Linked DNA regions of Mus musculus: regions 1, 2, 3 and 5 are each linked to region 4. A link is a contact called in public Hi-C and HiChIP or PLAC-seq data. All regions are on one chromosome and are shown on one strand. Each heading gives the region's core, a stretch centred on a gene start, on an enhancer-like site or on the middle of the called end of the contact. The rest is flanking DNA. Distances are from core to core; before and after follow the strand shown. Region 1 overlaps Gm20125 (predicted gene, 20125). Region 2 has its middle 510 kb from the start of Gm20125. Region 3 has its middle 84 kb from the start of Nhsl1. Region 4 overlaps Gm32543 (a long non-coding RNA gene). Region 5 has its middle 220 kb from the start of Gm20125.

Region 1 (2,700 bases), core at 146-2,645, 580 kb before region 4:
TATGAATATAGTTTCCAAAACCACAAACCTCACAAGTGTTTAGATCCCAGACTTGTAAACAGGTTTGATTTCCTCTTACTGAGCGTCTTCCTTCCTTGTTCCTTATTGCATTCAGCTGGCTCTAATTCCTTTCCATGTACTTAAAGAAATGAAATATTTCATCTGAATTAAGAGCAATCATGTATTTGAGAAGATCAATCCAGAAAGAACAGAAAAGTGAATTGTTTTCAATGAAGCTGTTTACAGTGACTGAGCAGCTAGGGGTTAGATGAATAAATAAAAAGACCAGTAATTTCATTGAATTATATTGTTCAATTTCAATTGTGTCTCTTAATGTAAACAGCTCAGTGATTGATGCATTATCGAATATTCGTGGAGTGTGTGTGTAATGAATATGTTTATGAATGACCCAGTGAGAGAAAATCAATCTTAGAAAGATTTCTCTGTTGAATTGTAGTTTAGATGATTGCAAATCAAAGTTTAAAATGTCTGGATTACAACATTGAGTACTTCAAACTTTCAGAGGGAAAATAAAGGACCTGAAAGGCAACATAATAAAGTGACATGTAGTAAAGAAAACAGACAGTGTTTTCTAACGTACTTTTTTAGTATTTAAAGTCTTATGTCAAAGTAATAATAAAACTAGGAGCCAGTAGACAGGAATGGTGGCACACACTGGCAGGATCTCTAGTTCAAGACCATCCTCGACCATTCGTGTTAGGAGCCTATCTGAAAAACAATAATGATTTTGTTATTGCTTAAGAAAAGTAAGTCCATTTATTATTTCTGTCACTAATGTGGAGGAAAAGCTGACAGAAACTGTTTAAGGAAGACAGGGTTTGTTCTGGGTTAGAGTTTGAAGGTAAACAGTCCTTTGTGGAAAGACAGGTATGCCAGCAGAAGAGTGCTTCTGCTAGTCATATTACACCCACAGTCACAAATCAGACAGAAGCAAGAGCAGAGGAGAAGAGAAGCTGGGACCAGCTCTGATTTTCCCTTACTCAGACTGAGACACCTGTGCATGTTATGATGTCACCCACATTTACAGTGGGTCTTCCCACTTGAATTAACCCAGTAAAGAACATCCCTTACACACATACCCAAAATTTGGCCTTCTAAGTAACTCTAGATCTTGTCAAATTTGCCAATTCATATTAACCACAACTATTACCCAAGCATCCTAAAATCATAATAATGTATGCCAGCCGTTGAAAGCAATCATGCTTTTCTTTTAGAATTATGGAATTATGAAGTACCTGCCAGGAAAATCCACTTTTTATTCTAGCCAATGGATCAACCATCTGTGAAAATACTACTTCCTGTGAGCTACTCACTGAACCACATCCCCTGAGTGCCATGCTTGTCCAAGTGTCTGAAGTGATTGACAAAGCAAAGCATTAACATCTTTTGGGGAGTACCCAGTTGCGAAATGTCTCACTTCCCCCTTTCATCCTGACTCCTCTAGTTCTGTAAATGTGCTTAAATTACACTCAGCTTAAAACTCAAGCCTTTTCCATTTCCTGTCTCTGTCAATCTACTACCAACACTTCACATTTTCTTTTGTTCCACGGTAGGCAAAGTGCTTTATTTACTTATTTTTATTCATGTGATATCTGGGGAAATGATGGCAGAGAGATTTCCCAACCACAGACCAGACTGGATCCGCAACCAGGAGAATGAGCTTCACGGGGGGAACTTGTTACATACAACAGTTTACACACAGACCCAGGTTAACCTAATCAGACCTTGCATTTTAACAAGATACCTCAGTGAACAGTACATGCGAGTTTATTAAGCATTGACCAAGGAAAAGTAATAGATTTGCTTATGATATCTAAACCTGTGAGGAAAAGAGCCCAAAACGAACAACAATGAAAAGATATCCCAGCTCTATGTTCCTGAGCCCAAATATGGCATTACTATAAATGTGACTTTTGGGAACAACAACAACAAAATCACATGGCAAACTTTTGGAGCTAACCTCAGATAACTAAAAAAACAACAAACAAATACAATATCTGCAGGTGAATCCAATAGATCAGGGTGTGTTTGTGGGGGGAGGGGTAATTGGTAAGCAAGTCTCAGTTTGAGAAGATTGTTCATGTAGTACACATGAGCTAAGTTCAAGTGAGTACCACCCATCTCACATCATTCCTTCCTTTCTATGCCCTTCATCTCCTGCTATAACTAACTCACTGTTCCCTCTGAGTATAAGTCAGTGGCCACTTTATCCTCCTTTAACTAACTGACGTAATTATCTCTCTCTGTCTCCCTTTCCCTCTCCCTCTCTTCCTCCCTCCTTTCTTCCTCCCTTTCCCTTTCTCCTCTTCCCTTCCACTTCTTCTCCCACTTCTTCTCTCTCTCTCTCTCTCTTTTACCTGTATTGCTTACTCTATATTCATTCTTCATCCAACAACTCTTTCAAAGTTTCAGATAATGACTTCATTGGAGTACTTCAATGGATGTACCACAGCCTCTTAAATTATTCTTACATGCCCTTAATAGATCCCAGTATATCTTCAAACTCCTGCCCCATCTTCTACACGTGTGTTATGTTAAACATCACAAGGAATGATCTGAGAAAACCCATCAAAGAAAGCAGAGGTGTCTCTAGGTAAGTTTCTGTCTCTAGCAACAAGATCAAAACGAGAGTGTTATTCAAGATCTCTTTACAGCAAACATTCAATAGGTTCCTTCTGC
Region 2 (2,700 bases), core at 80-2,579, 990 kb before region 4:
CTGATGGTGATTTTGTAACAATATGGATTGTTCTCATACACTCCAGTTCCTGAAAATATGTAACTTACATATTTGTTATTTATTGTGACTCTGTTATACCTGTCTTAAAGCTGTTAGATCACTTCTGAGTGGATTTACACAAAAATCTGTGCCCTTCCCCCAGCCTTGAGTTAGCTAAACAAGTCTCTGGTCATGGAACCTAGTCTGGCTACATTTGCATCTTCCTGCCTGAGCCTTGAGGAGCTGACCACCTACTGAGTTTACTTTACAGCTCAGTCCATCTGAAACAAAGGGATGGCTTTTTGGGTTTTGCCTATAGAAACACAGAGCTGAAAATTAAAATTTGAGCCATGATCAGAGAAACATTATCTTGGCTTGTTATTTCTCTTGACCGCCTCAGCTCTCCTTCCAGGTATACCCAGTTCTCCGTGGCCACTGGATGGCTACATATATTTTCAGAAATATGCCTTTTTAAAAACTGTGTAGCTGGTTTAAAACTAGATATGCCTGGTGAAGCCATGTCATAAGCATACAATAGAACTGCTTCCCGGGAAGTCCAGACATTGCTGGCCTTGCTTTTGTGTCTTCCATCCACTTTTACTAGCAGATTAACTAGAGATGTTCTCATAACAGGAGAATTAAAAACAGGTGAGGAGAAACAAGGTCAGCCTCTCCCAACTTCAAGGACCACTGAGCATACAATCACCCTTGCTTCTATTTAAAGCAAGTCACATAATCAGGTTCAAAGTCAGGGATATAAATATATTCTCTGATTATGAGCCTTTAGTAAGGTTGTGTGTGCAGACGCACTAGAAATTAGGCCAACAAGAGAATCTAATGGCACAGATAATATGGCATTTTGTTCAAAATATTTCTAAACCATACTAATCATTGCAATGCAGGAGTACTTTGACTGCTCAATATACCTTGATAGTTTGTCAAGTAAACTGTAACAAACAACCCTGAAGCATATGATTTTAATGCAAACTACCTTGGTTCTGCAAAAAGCACAAGTAGAAATCAGCTGCTGTGCCTGGGTGAGCCCTTTCTCTTTCAGAATCCTCAACAAGGGCTGCTTGAATGCCAAACTCTTGCAATTTGGATTTATACATTTCTAAATGGCTCTCAGCTTGAAATTCTCGCAGCGTTTATTGTATTGTTTTTAAGGAGTCTGGAATTAGCAAACTCATTTAGACACTCTTCTTGCTTTCATCGGCTCCTCATTTCAGCAAAGAGTACCCAGGAGAATTTCAAGGTGACTCATGGTGTACAGAGGTTTGGAGTAATGTTAAAAGCATGACTCATCCCCATGGATTGATGATTCTGCTGACTAACACAGCTGCCCACATGGTGTCCTAGTTAGAGAACAGGAAGTGAGAATCCTGTCTCTTGGCAAGATGTACAGTGCTTTAAAGCAGAAACATGAGCTTCAGGAGAGAGACAGGTTATGTTTGTCAAAGTAAGTTAACCATAGCTGTCTTACTGGAGATAATCATCTCTCTAGGGTAAGGTACACTTGGCTTCAGCAAAATCTCCAGTGAAGCAAAAATCACAATTCAATTCGAATAGAAAACCTTGGTAATCTTCCACAGAAATACAGCCATGGCATACATTGGAGAGGATAGAAATCTGTCAGGTCGATGTTTTTATCTGATTTTTTAAAAATTATTTTTGTAGCAAGTGGAGAGAGAAGATAAACAAAAGGTTTCAGTGTGTGATTTTTTTCCATTAATGTTCTTTTAATAAAAGCCTAGGACTGTTACTTAGAACTAGTGCTCAAAGAGCATCTGCTTTTCTGGCCATTAGTACCAGAGGAAAACGAAGAGGAGGAATAAAAAGCAGAATCCAGTAGTTCAGAGCACATATATAACTAACTTGTTCTCCAAGAAGAACTCGGAAGTAGGTAAATGCATACTAATAGGTCTAACCCTGCAGACCAAACTACAGCTGGAGAGCAGGCCATGAGCATCCCCCATCTGTCCTTCTGATCTTGTTATTATGTGGCACAGAAGGGGATGAAGGTCCCTGCTGCTAGGAAAAGGCAGATCATAGCTAGAAAGGTAAATGTCAAGGAGGCAATAAGGTTAAAATATAAAATCATAACCAAGGGCAACAGCATTGGTTTTCAGAGAATGCCAACTGAAAAGAAATCATTGTTGAAAAGCAGAAAGAGAGCAACAAGAGGAGAAAATACAGAAGAGTTACAAAAGTCTATTTCTAAGAAATCCTGAGGGGTCAGCTGGAACTTTCCGGATATGTATTAGAAGCATACAATAGGGAAAAGGAGATTCTTGCTTTTTTTCATGGCAAAAGGCATATGTACACCTACACAATGAGGTAAACTAAACCCCATCACATTTCTGCTATGTCTTGGTACAATGATAGGATGTAACTAGAAAGATTATGAAAGGGATACACACACCGTCTCCCCAACCAGGTCAATGAAGGAAAATAAATCAATGGAAACCTTTTGTCCCACCTCCTAGAAGTGCTTCCATTTAAAGAACTGTGTATATACAAGCCCCCATTGCTTCTGTCTCCTTTTTTGTCTAATAAATAATAGAGATAAGTCAAAACACTTCAATTTCCAAATACAACACATCAAAAGGATTTGGTTCAATTTGTTTATGTTGTTGGCTTTGACATTTACTGCCTAATCATTGCCCTTTGTGGATTGCAGTGGCAAACTCAGCACTTGAA
Region 3 (2,700 bases), core at 166-2,665, 750 kb after region 4:
GGCAGCCTATATAAAGGATGTGGAAGAAGGAAGCTCGTACTCTTGCCTGCTTGCGCTCACTCTTGCTGGCATGGCACGTTTCTTCACTGGCATTAAAGCCTACTTCTTTGGGATTCCAGTGTATACTGAAGACCAGCAGAGACATCTAGTCTCATGGACTGAACAACTACTGGATTCCTGGATTTTCTGTTGCTACACAGCTATTGTTGGAATAGCTGGAACACAGACTACAGGCCTCTCTAATAAATCATATATATGTGTGTGTATATATATATATATGTATATATATATATGTAGTCATGTATACACATATATGAAACACACACACGCATCCAGTAGTTGTTCAGTCCACAAGGCTGGATGTCTCAGCGGGTATCATATATATATGTATCTCTGTGTGTGTGTATGTATGTATGTATGTATGTACATCGATTCTGTCACTTGTTTCTCTAAGAGCCCTGACTAAGTGTACTGATCTTAAGTGTACTGCATTTACAGCGACTGAATGTGACTCTTTGACACATGCTTTCCTCAGCCAGACTGCAAGCTACTTGAGGTTAGGGATGGCAGCACATCTGTTATTATAGAGCTCAGTACAGTGACTGGATATTATCACATGTATACTATAACATTGTGTGTGTGTGTGTGTGTGTGTGTGTGTGTGTGTGTGTGTGCGCATGCGCATATACACTCTCGGATGTGCACACACCATGACACATGGAAGTCAGAGGAAACTTACTGAAGTGTTTTCTCCTTCCCCCTTGTGGGATCCAGGGGTCAACTCAAGCTGTCAGGGTTGGTGGCAAGTGCCTTTATCCACTGAATCATCTCACCGGACCTGTTTCTGTGCAAGTAGAACTTGATTAATTTTGCTGCTGACTAAATAAGGCTACATTGAAAATTGTGACAAGGGGCAGAAGTGTGAATAGCTGTGTCTGGGCTCTGTTAACAAGCAAGAGCCTTCGCTCTGCAGAGACGGGCAGATTCTCACTGGCATGGCTATGTTTGGTTTTTAAGGTCTGTGGGCGTGCTCCCTCACCCTCAGTACTTGGGATCTGACTAGGGCATATTAGGAAATGCTCTAATTTTAAATCTGAAGGTTGTCTATGGCCTTGACTCACATTATGGCCCAGGCAGCCTTTGAACTCAGTATTTTGCTTCTACCTCCAAGTAGCTAGAACTATAGACCCGTGGCTTGGCCTTACAGCTAATTTTATTGAGACACAATTCCTAGATCCAGCCATTCTCAGTGTAGGGGCCAGTGACTTCTAGTGTATTCAGACATGAGAAACATGACCACAGCCTATTTGCATGGCCCCCCACATCCCGGGAGTCAGTCTCCCTTTCTTCTTGACCTTCCTACCTCCAGGTCACTGGGAGTCTCCTTTCTGCCTCTGTGGATTTAACTGTTCTGAACATTCCAGACAAGTGGACTCATGCCGGCTGTGGGCTTTGTACTTCCTTTACCAAGCAAATGTTTCCCAGGCTCAGCATTCGCTGCTTTCCATGACTAACACTCACAAGCTCCTGTGAAGTGGGACTGTGGATTAAAAACCCATTGTTCAGATTTGTTTATCATTTCTGTTACTGATGTTTTGCCCGCATGTATGTCTGTGTGAGGGTGTCAGATCCCTTGGAACTGGAGTTACAGACAGTTGTGAGCTACCATGTGGGTCCTGGGAATTGAACTAGGGTCCTCTGGAAGAACAACCAGTACTCTTAACCTCTGAGCCACCCTTCCCCCTTTCTATTTTATTCCAAAACCAATAAAATAGAAAGGCTAGACTGCATTTTTAAGCCCAATTTATAGATCAAGAAATGAAAGTTCTAGGGCTAGTAAAAGGTGTTAGTAAGACAAGGTCTTGTGATTTCTGCTCTAAACTCTTTTTTTTTCCTAAAAGATTTATTTATTTATTTTATGTATATGAATATTACTGTAGCTGGCTTCAGACCACCGGAAGAGGGTATTGGATCCCATAACAAATGATTGTGGGCCACCATGTGGTTGCTAGGAATTGAACTTAGGACCTCTGGAAGAACAGTCAGTGCTCTTAACCTCTGAGCCATCTCTCCAAGTCCTACTCTAAATTCTTTTCAGTTTGTTTTAAAAGCACTTACTGGGACTTATTGGGACTGAGCATGTAGCTCAGTGGTAGGTTGCTTGCCCATCATGAGTGAAGAGAGACCTGGGTTTAGTCCCTTGCACTGCACGAAACTGAATGTAGTATCTCGTGTCTGAAATCCAGTCCTTGGGGACAGAGGAGAGAACAGCAGGACATGAAAGTCATTCTAGGCCACATGGTGAGTTTGAGGCTAGCCTGGGCTACCTGAGACCCCCGTCTTGACAACAATAGAGAACTTCCTGAGTAAATATGAAATCCTGCTGCCAACAGAGCATAGGAAAAGGCAATTTAAAATAATAGTTGTAGAAAGAATGCCCACCCCTTTAGATTCTAGAAGCATTGAGAGGGTTTGCTGTGCCGTCTAACCACAGGGCACCTTTTATACTATGGCATTTTTGTTGCAGTAAATCTCCCATCCCAAATATGCCCGGGCAATGAAAGCACAACACAGTTAATATGATTACATGCTGTGCGCCTAGATTGGGCAGATCTACCGCTACACTACCATCTTCCACAGCTTAGAACTTTCGGTTTCTCCAGGCCATGTGCTTCTGCTCCGCTTTTCTTCTTCCTCCTC
Region 4 (2,700 bases), core at 125-2,624:
TTCCCATCTCCTCCTCCTCCAGATTCATGGCCTTTTATTTCATTAGTTGATACTGTGTGCAGCTATAGATAATCTTTTTCTGCAAAGAGTGTGAAGCTTAGGACTTCTCAAAGCATGTGTAGAGCTGGGGTAGTTTGATCCCCCCACCCCCACCCCCGCAGCAACCCGTACAAAACAACCACCACCAAACCAAACAAACAAAGAACTGTTAGCATTTCCATGGCTTCAACTAGACCACGGAAGTGGAAGAGAAAAGGACCATGCAGAAAGTGACACAACTGGATTTCTGACTGATAAGGGGGTTAGAGTGCTCTACAGAGCAGCAAAACAGATTCCAGGCTGGTCTTCAATGTCCTGGTCTTTCACAGGCTCTCTGACCTCTGTTTACCAGAAGGCTTCCACGGTCGTTTTCCTCACCCACCCCCATTTCCTGTATTAGGAGGTGTTGGGCCTGGCCTATGCAACAGCAATCTACAGCAGTCAGAAACCAGAGGTTTTCCTGGTTCTCTGGACAGTTGCTCATCACTAAGCAGGAAACAAGTTGGGGAGGGCCACAAGACTCTTGGTGTCTGGCTCTGAGGAGGTACAGATGAAGATGTGATACCAGAGAGAATGAGGGGCTACAGAGAAAAGGACAAAAAAGTAGCCATCTGGGGAGGAAGTTAGGAAGTCAGAGCTAGATGGAAAGCTGCAAAGAAACTTCTCGAATCCCTGGTGTGTGAGTTGTGAAGGAGAGAGGAGCAGATCTCCAGTCAGAATGGGGTTAGAATGGCAAGATCCTCCATTGTCTACCCAAGGAAAACGATGGCAGCGAAGCAGAAGTTTTTCTTAGGATTCAGTGTCTCTGTCTCTTCCTCCCTGTGGTTTCACTGGGCTATGAAGACGCAGTCTGGGCGTGACCTGACACTCACTGGAACGCAGCTTTCCCTGGACACACCAATCTGCCCATCCCAGGACACCTAGGGACAAAGAACAGGGAAATGTACAACCCTTAGGGTTGCTTGTGAGCTTGAAGAAAGGGGTGGGGAGAGAGAGGGTTGCAAAAGGAGCAATCAACGACATAAGAGAGGGAGTATGGAAGGAACAGAAGTGTTCAATCCAACATGCATGTCTCTTAGGTTTATTGGATGGGTTTAATCTCACGGTCTGCTATAAGCAAATTGAAACCTGATCCTAAATTCATTCCAATAAGACCATAATTTAAAGGGCATAAAGTTCTGCTCAGAAAAAGGCTTCCCTTCAGCCTTCTTTTCACTCCCACATTTACTTCTCGGGCTTAGACAAAGGCTTTGTGCTTTAACTCTCCTGCACAGTGGAGACAGAGTATCTGTGTTGATAATGACTCAGCACAAGGGCTCTTGAGTCTTTCCCCCACTACTTTCAGAAGAAACAGGGCTGGATTGCTTAATTGTTCCTTCCTGAACTGTAGAAGAAAAGGACTCAGGACTCAGGAGTCAGAAGGGCAAGATTAGAGCCTTGACAGATACAGAGAAAATGGTTTTCGCTAAGATAAACAAGGATTTTTACCATCAAAATAGGAAATCCTTCAAAGCACTATGGTGCTTAGTCGCCAGTCAGTTAAAACAGCAAAGGAAGGGAAAGAGTGGGAGAGAGTTAATCTATATCCAGAATTCTTAATTAGATGGTTAAAAGCAAAACAAAACAAAGAGAAAAATAGCCTTAGCAGCCAAGCCTGTGTGTTCAAGTTGAGCAAGGAAAAAGGACTTTGAACTGAAGTTGCAGGCACCAGCATACCACCCTAAGCCAGTGCACTCTTGATAGAAGCAGCTAGCCACTATTCTGGAAACTTCCTTCCCTGCTGAGAATCTATTAACAATTTTATCTTCTCCAAACTCAAAGCCAATTTTGTAAATAAATGGAAAACTTTTTAAGACAAATAATGCTTAATCATTTGTAAATTGTACAATGGCCCTGATTTACAAAAGATCTCCTCTCTAATGAATAATCCAGGGGAGTCTAGACTCACCCCTACAGGAAAAGCCTGTTTTCCTTTCACCCACATTTCCTCTCTCACAAACACCAAAAATGCTTCCCAGACTAACTTTAACTAGACTTGCTAGATACCAGAGAGAGAACACCCAGAGATAGCCTATGCAATTTTACTGATAATTGGGTAGAATAAGGAAAAAGAAATCAACATATTTAAGTATTATATAATGAAGAGGGGGTTGAGATATGAAGGTGGTCACCTATAGGCTCCTGACTGGAATACAAACCTTTCTGTACCTATCATGTGTCTCTCTCAAAGTACATTTTCATTTGTAATTAAAATCCACCGTGATTCACACCCTTGGTTGGTTTGAACTCTGTTTCTGTTTTCATCTTCAACTGAAAGTTAACTGGGTGTTGATTACTTGTTGAATAGACTCCACCTCAGCAAGCATTGTGAAGCTGCAGCTCAGAATGCTCACTCCAGGGCCTAGCACTGCTCAGATGCCATCTACGGTCCATCTTGCCAAGGAATGAAGATTAAATGAGAACGACTTTTCCTTCACTCCCTTCTTGCAACTGTAGGCAGAAAAACTGAAGCAAAGGATAAAAAGAGAGAAAGAGAGGGATGGAGGAGACAGGGAGAGCATACTTTGTTGCTGGTCTATCTTCAATGTTACACATTACTCCCAGCAAGCAATGTCTTTAATGCTTTTAACTCGAATGTCAGTTTAATAACATAGTGATAAT
Region 5 (2,700 bases), core at 158-2,657, 700 kb before region 4:
AGTAAAGACACTGTTTAATAGCTGAATATTTAAACTAGATATTATACATTCAGAACCATGGCATAGTATTCAACAACAATAATGCAATTAATTATTGACCGGTTCAACGTTCACATAGATCTCAGGACATTATGCTGAGGACAAAATCCAATTAATTGACTGAACAACCCAATCAAAAAGGTTACATACTATATATTTAATTAATCTAACAAAATAAGAAAGACAGAGTTCTAGAAATGGAACAGAGATCAAAGGTTGCCAACTATTGAGGCTACTTGGAGGGAAAAGAGGGAATAAAATAACTATGAAAATATGGCATGAAAGATATTTTTGTAGTTGTGAAATACCTGCTTTTCATGATTGAAGTAGTTCTTGCACAGAACTGCACATGGGATAAAATGACACAGAAGCACATGTGCTTAGTAAGATGCTAGCTTGTTGCACTGTGCATTGTACTATATTTATGTGAGACCAAACTCCTTGGGAGAAAACTGGATTAAGGTTGCATGAGAAGCCTCTATAGTATTTTTCTAAATCTCTATAAATCAATAAAAAAATTTAAAAACCATTCAATAGTTTATTAAAAATCAAATCCCTGAGTAAACTACTTAGTTACATTAATTTCTTTTTGAGTTGACTACATGTTTACCAGATTCTACAAGCAGAGTTGGCACCCTTTAGCCTTCAAATGTAATCTTAACATTATTAGACATGAAGAGGAATGCCTGGCATCCCTGGTCTCTACTCCCACTTCTCATATTCAGAAGCCCTGCTGTGGGGCTAGGCTGATACTGTGCTTTCTCCCCACTCAGTTCACTTCATCAAGGCTTTCTTTCCTACATCCTATTATCAGCACCAGAACTAACTAGGATGCCAGATCAAGAACTTTACCTTCTGATCCTTCTGATTGACTTGGCAGAACAATGTGACCCACACTCAGCATTCTATAGACTGGTGAAATTAGTACATTCTTTTAGATGGACAGAGTCGAGCTTAAAATTAAACTAGCAAAACAGTATCATACTTGAATGAATGAATCCCTTTCTTATTAATCTTCTTTTCTTTTTTTTAAAATTTTATAAGACAGGCCAAATATCAGGTGGAGCTGAGGGCATCTTATGGAAGAGTGGGGGATGGAACTGAGCAAACTGGAGTGGTCAAGGATACCACAAGGAGTCCTACAGAGTCACCTAACCATGGGGACTCACAGAGACTGAACCACCAACCAAAGAGCATAAAGGGGCTGGCCCTAGGCCCTCTACAAATTTGTATCAGATCTACAAGTTGGTTTTCATGTGGAGCTGTCTTTGACTCTGTTGCCTGCCATTGGATCACCTTCCCCAGGGAAACTGCCTGCTTGGGCCCACTGGGAGAGGAATGTGCTTAGTCATGCTGAGACTGGATGTGCCAGAATGGAGTGGTACCCAAGGGGGATTTCCCCTTCTCTGAGGGGACTGGTCATGGGGTGGCATGGGACTTATAAGAGTAGGACTGAGAAGAGAGAGTAGCTGCAATCAGGAGGTAAAGTGAGTGAATGAGTAAAGAAATAAATGAAAAAAGAAAAGAAAAAAAGTGGTATATAATACACTTCTGCTTTGTTTTACTGAATACTTTAATGTGGGCATGTCTGATCAAGCCATGACTTGGCAGTATATAATCCTGTGATATATATGGATACATTTGCTGGCCTGTCCTCTAGGACTATAATCTGGAATGGAAAGTTCCTAATCAGCCCTGTGCTTATGTACATGTCCCAGTATTGCTTTTACTAAAGACTGGTCATCACAGGGCTTCCTGTGATTTTTAACACCATCCTTTGCAGCAGCCAGTAAAAGCAAGTGTATCTTTTCACATGTACGAAGAATGACTATTCATAATAATGGCTTCTCAAAGTCACAAGAAAGCAAAAAAAAAAAAAAAAAAAAAAAAAAAACCAAACCGAACCAAAAATAAAAAACAAACAGAAAGGCTCAAAGTACTCAAAGCCACTCCTTGGAATTCCCACCAATGTTCTTTCCCTTCCCAGACAAGTCTTCCCCTTGTGATTCTAAAGAAAATTCATGAAAGCATTTTCTTTTTTATAAGAAAGTTGTTTTAACTCATTACTGAAAATCATGCCTAAGAAATGCTAAAAAGTCATAAAACACCACTTTGCCTCTCAATGAAGTGTGCAGCATGTATTTATAAGCTTTTAGTATAATAATTTTATAACCAAACAGCTGCTGGAACAATGAATTTTTATAACCACTGTCTCAGTTGGCATTTTTCTCCTAAATATGACAAAATAAAGTTTTTGTGATACAATCCATCTAGCTCAGCTGCATTTAATAGAATCATCAGCAAAAGAAGAATCCGTGAGATAAAAACCATACTCCTAGCAGAATGAAATTAAAAAATGCATGTTGTTAATCTACTGTTTTTACTTACGTTTTCCTGGTGGTTTGTATAATAGTGTTTTTTATGTCCCCCAAACAAATAACAGCTATGTCATTTTAAAGCTACTTTGGATAAATATTTGTTTTCTGTTTATCATCAAATCAACATAAGGTCATCTTTTCACATGGCTACCTTTGTGCTATATATTACGACAGGCTGAATATATCAATAAAGACTTGATATTACCTTTCATTTAAAAACCAAGAAAGCTACTGGAAATAGATATAATCAAGTAAAATACAACGGGACATGTGGATGCCACCC

The links. Hi-C and Micro-C count contacts between places; a contact is called where the count stands out from the background. HiChIP or PLAC-seq counts read pairs in DNA pulled down with a chosen protein or histone mark.
Region 1: a contact with region 4 is called in a Hi-C map of bone marrow-derived macrophages, with 18 read pairs. The contact joins two enhancer-like sites. A contact is called at or near these places in 3 of 484 Hi-C or Micro-C datasets (bone marrow-derived macrophages, granulosa cells and myocytes) and 1 of 115 datasets of contacts at active chromatin or transcription factors (cardiomyocytes).
Region 2: a contact with region 4 is called in a Hi-C map of bone marrow-derived macrophages, with 9 read pairs. The contact joins two enhancer-like sites. A contact is called at or near these places in 2 of 484 Hi-C or Micro-C datasets (bone marrow-derived macrophages and nephron progenitors) and 3 of 115 datasets of contacts at active chromatin or transcription factors (the NIH/3T3 cell line, large pre-B cells and pancreatic cancer cells).
Region 3: a FOXA1 HiChIP or PLAC-seq map of pancreatic cancer cells shows a contact between it and region 4. The contact joins two enhancer-like sites. A contact is called at or near these places in 1 of 484 Hi-C or Micro-C datasets (embryonic stem cells) and 2 of 115 datasets of contacts at active chromatin or transcription factors (embryonic stem cells and pancreatic cancer cells).
Region 5: an H3K27ac HiChIP or PLAC-seq map of embryonic stem cells shows a contact between it and region 4, with 3 times the contacts expected there. The contact joins two enhancer-like sites. A contact is called at or near these places in 2 of 115 datasets of contacts at active chromatin or transcription factors (both in embryonic stem cells) and 1 of 9 other capture datasets (embryonic stem cells).

The regions. Positions count from the first base shown.
Region 1 is chr10:16,995,591-16,998,290 of GRCm38.p6, forward strand. The region is part of intron 1 of Gm20125 (predicted gene, 20125); the gene reads right to left. Among named protein-coding and RNA genes, the nearest start is that of Gm20125, 99 kb to the right of the region's middle. Within about 2 kb of position 1,396, at least 57 of the 459 cell types and tissues checked have an H3K27ac peak or open chromatin away from gene starts, as enhancers often do. A contact at or near this core is called in bone marrow-derived macrophages, where this site is marked.
Region 2 is chr10:16,588,287-16,590,986 of GRCm38.p6, forward strand. No RefSeq gene overlaps it. Among named protein-coding and RNA genes, the nearest start is that of Gm20125, 510 kb to the right of the region's middle. Within about 2 kb of position 1,330, at least 113 of the 459 cell types and tissues checked have an H3K27ac peak or open chromatin away from gene starts, as enhancers often do. A contact at or near this core is called in the NIH/3T3 cell line, bone marrow-derived macrophages and pancreatic cancer cells, where this site is marked.
Region 3 is chr10:18,322,471-18,325,170 of GRCm38.p6, forward strand. It overlaps a transcript of Nhsl1 not described here. Among named protein-coding and RNA genes, the nearest start is that of Nhsl1, 84 kb to the right of the region's middle. Within about 2 kb of position 1,416, at least 35 of the 459 cell types and tissues checked have an H3K27ac peak or open chromatin away from gene starts, as enhancers often do. A contact at or near this core is called in pancreatic cancer cells, where this site is marked.
Region 4 is chr10:17,574,682-17,577,381 of GRCm38.p6, forward strand. All of the region lies in intron 3 of Gm32543 (a long non-coding RNA gene), which reads right to left. Among named protein-coding and RNA genes, the nearest start is that of Gm32656, 84 kb to the right of the region's middle. Within about 2 kb of position 1,375, at least 167 of the 459 cell types and tissues checked have an H3K27ac peak or open chromatin away from gene starts, as enhancers often do. A contact at or near this core is called in the NIH/3T3 cell line, bone marrow-derived macrophages, embryonic stem cells and 1 more, where this site is marked.
Region 5 is chr10:16,877,029-16,879,728 of GRCm38.p6, forward strand. No RefSeq gene overlaps it. Among named protein-coding and RNA genes, the nearest start is that of Gm20125, 220 kb to the right of the region's middle. Within about 2 kb of position 1,408, at least 40 of the 459 cell types and tissues checked have an H3K27ac peak or open chromatin away from gene starts, as enhancers often do. A contact at or near this core is called in embryonic stem cells, where this site is marked.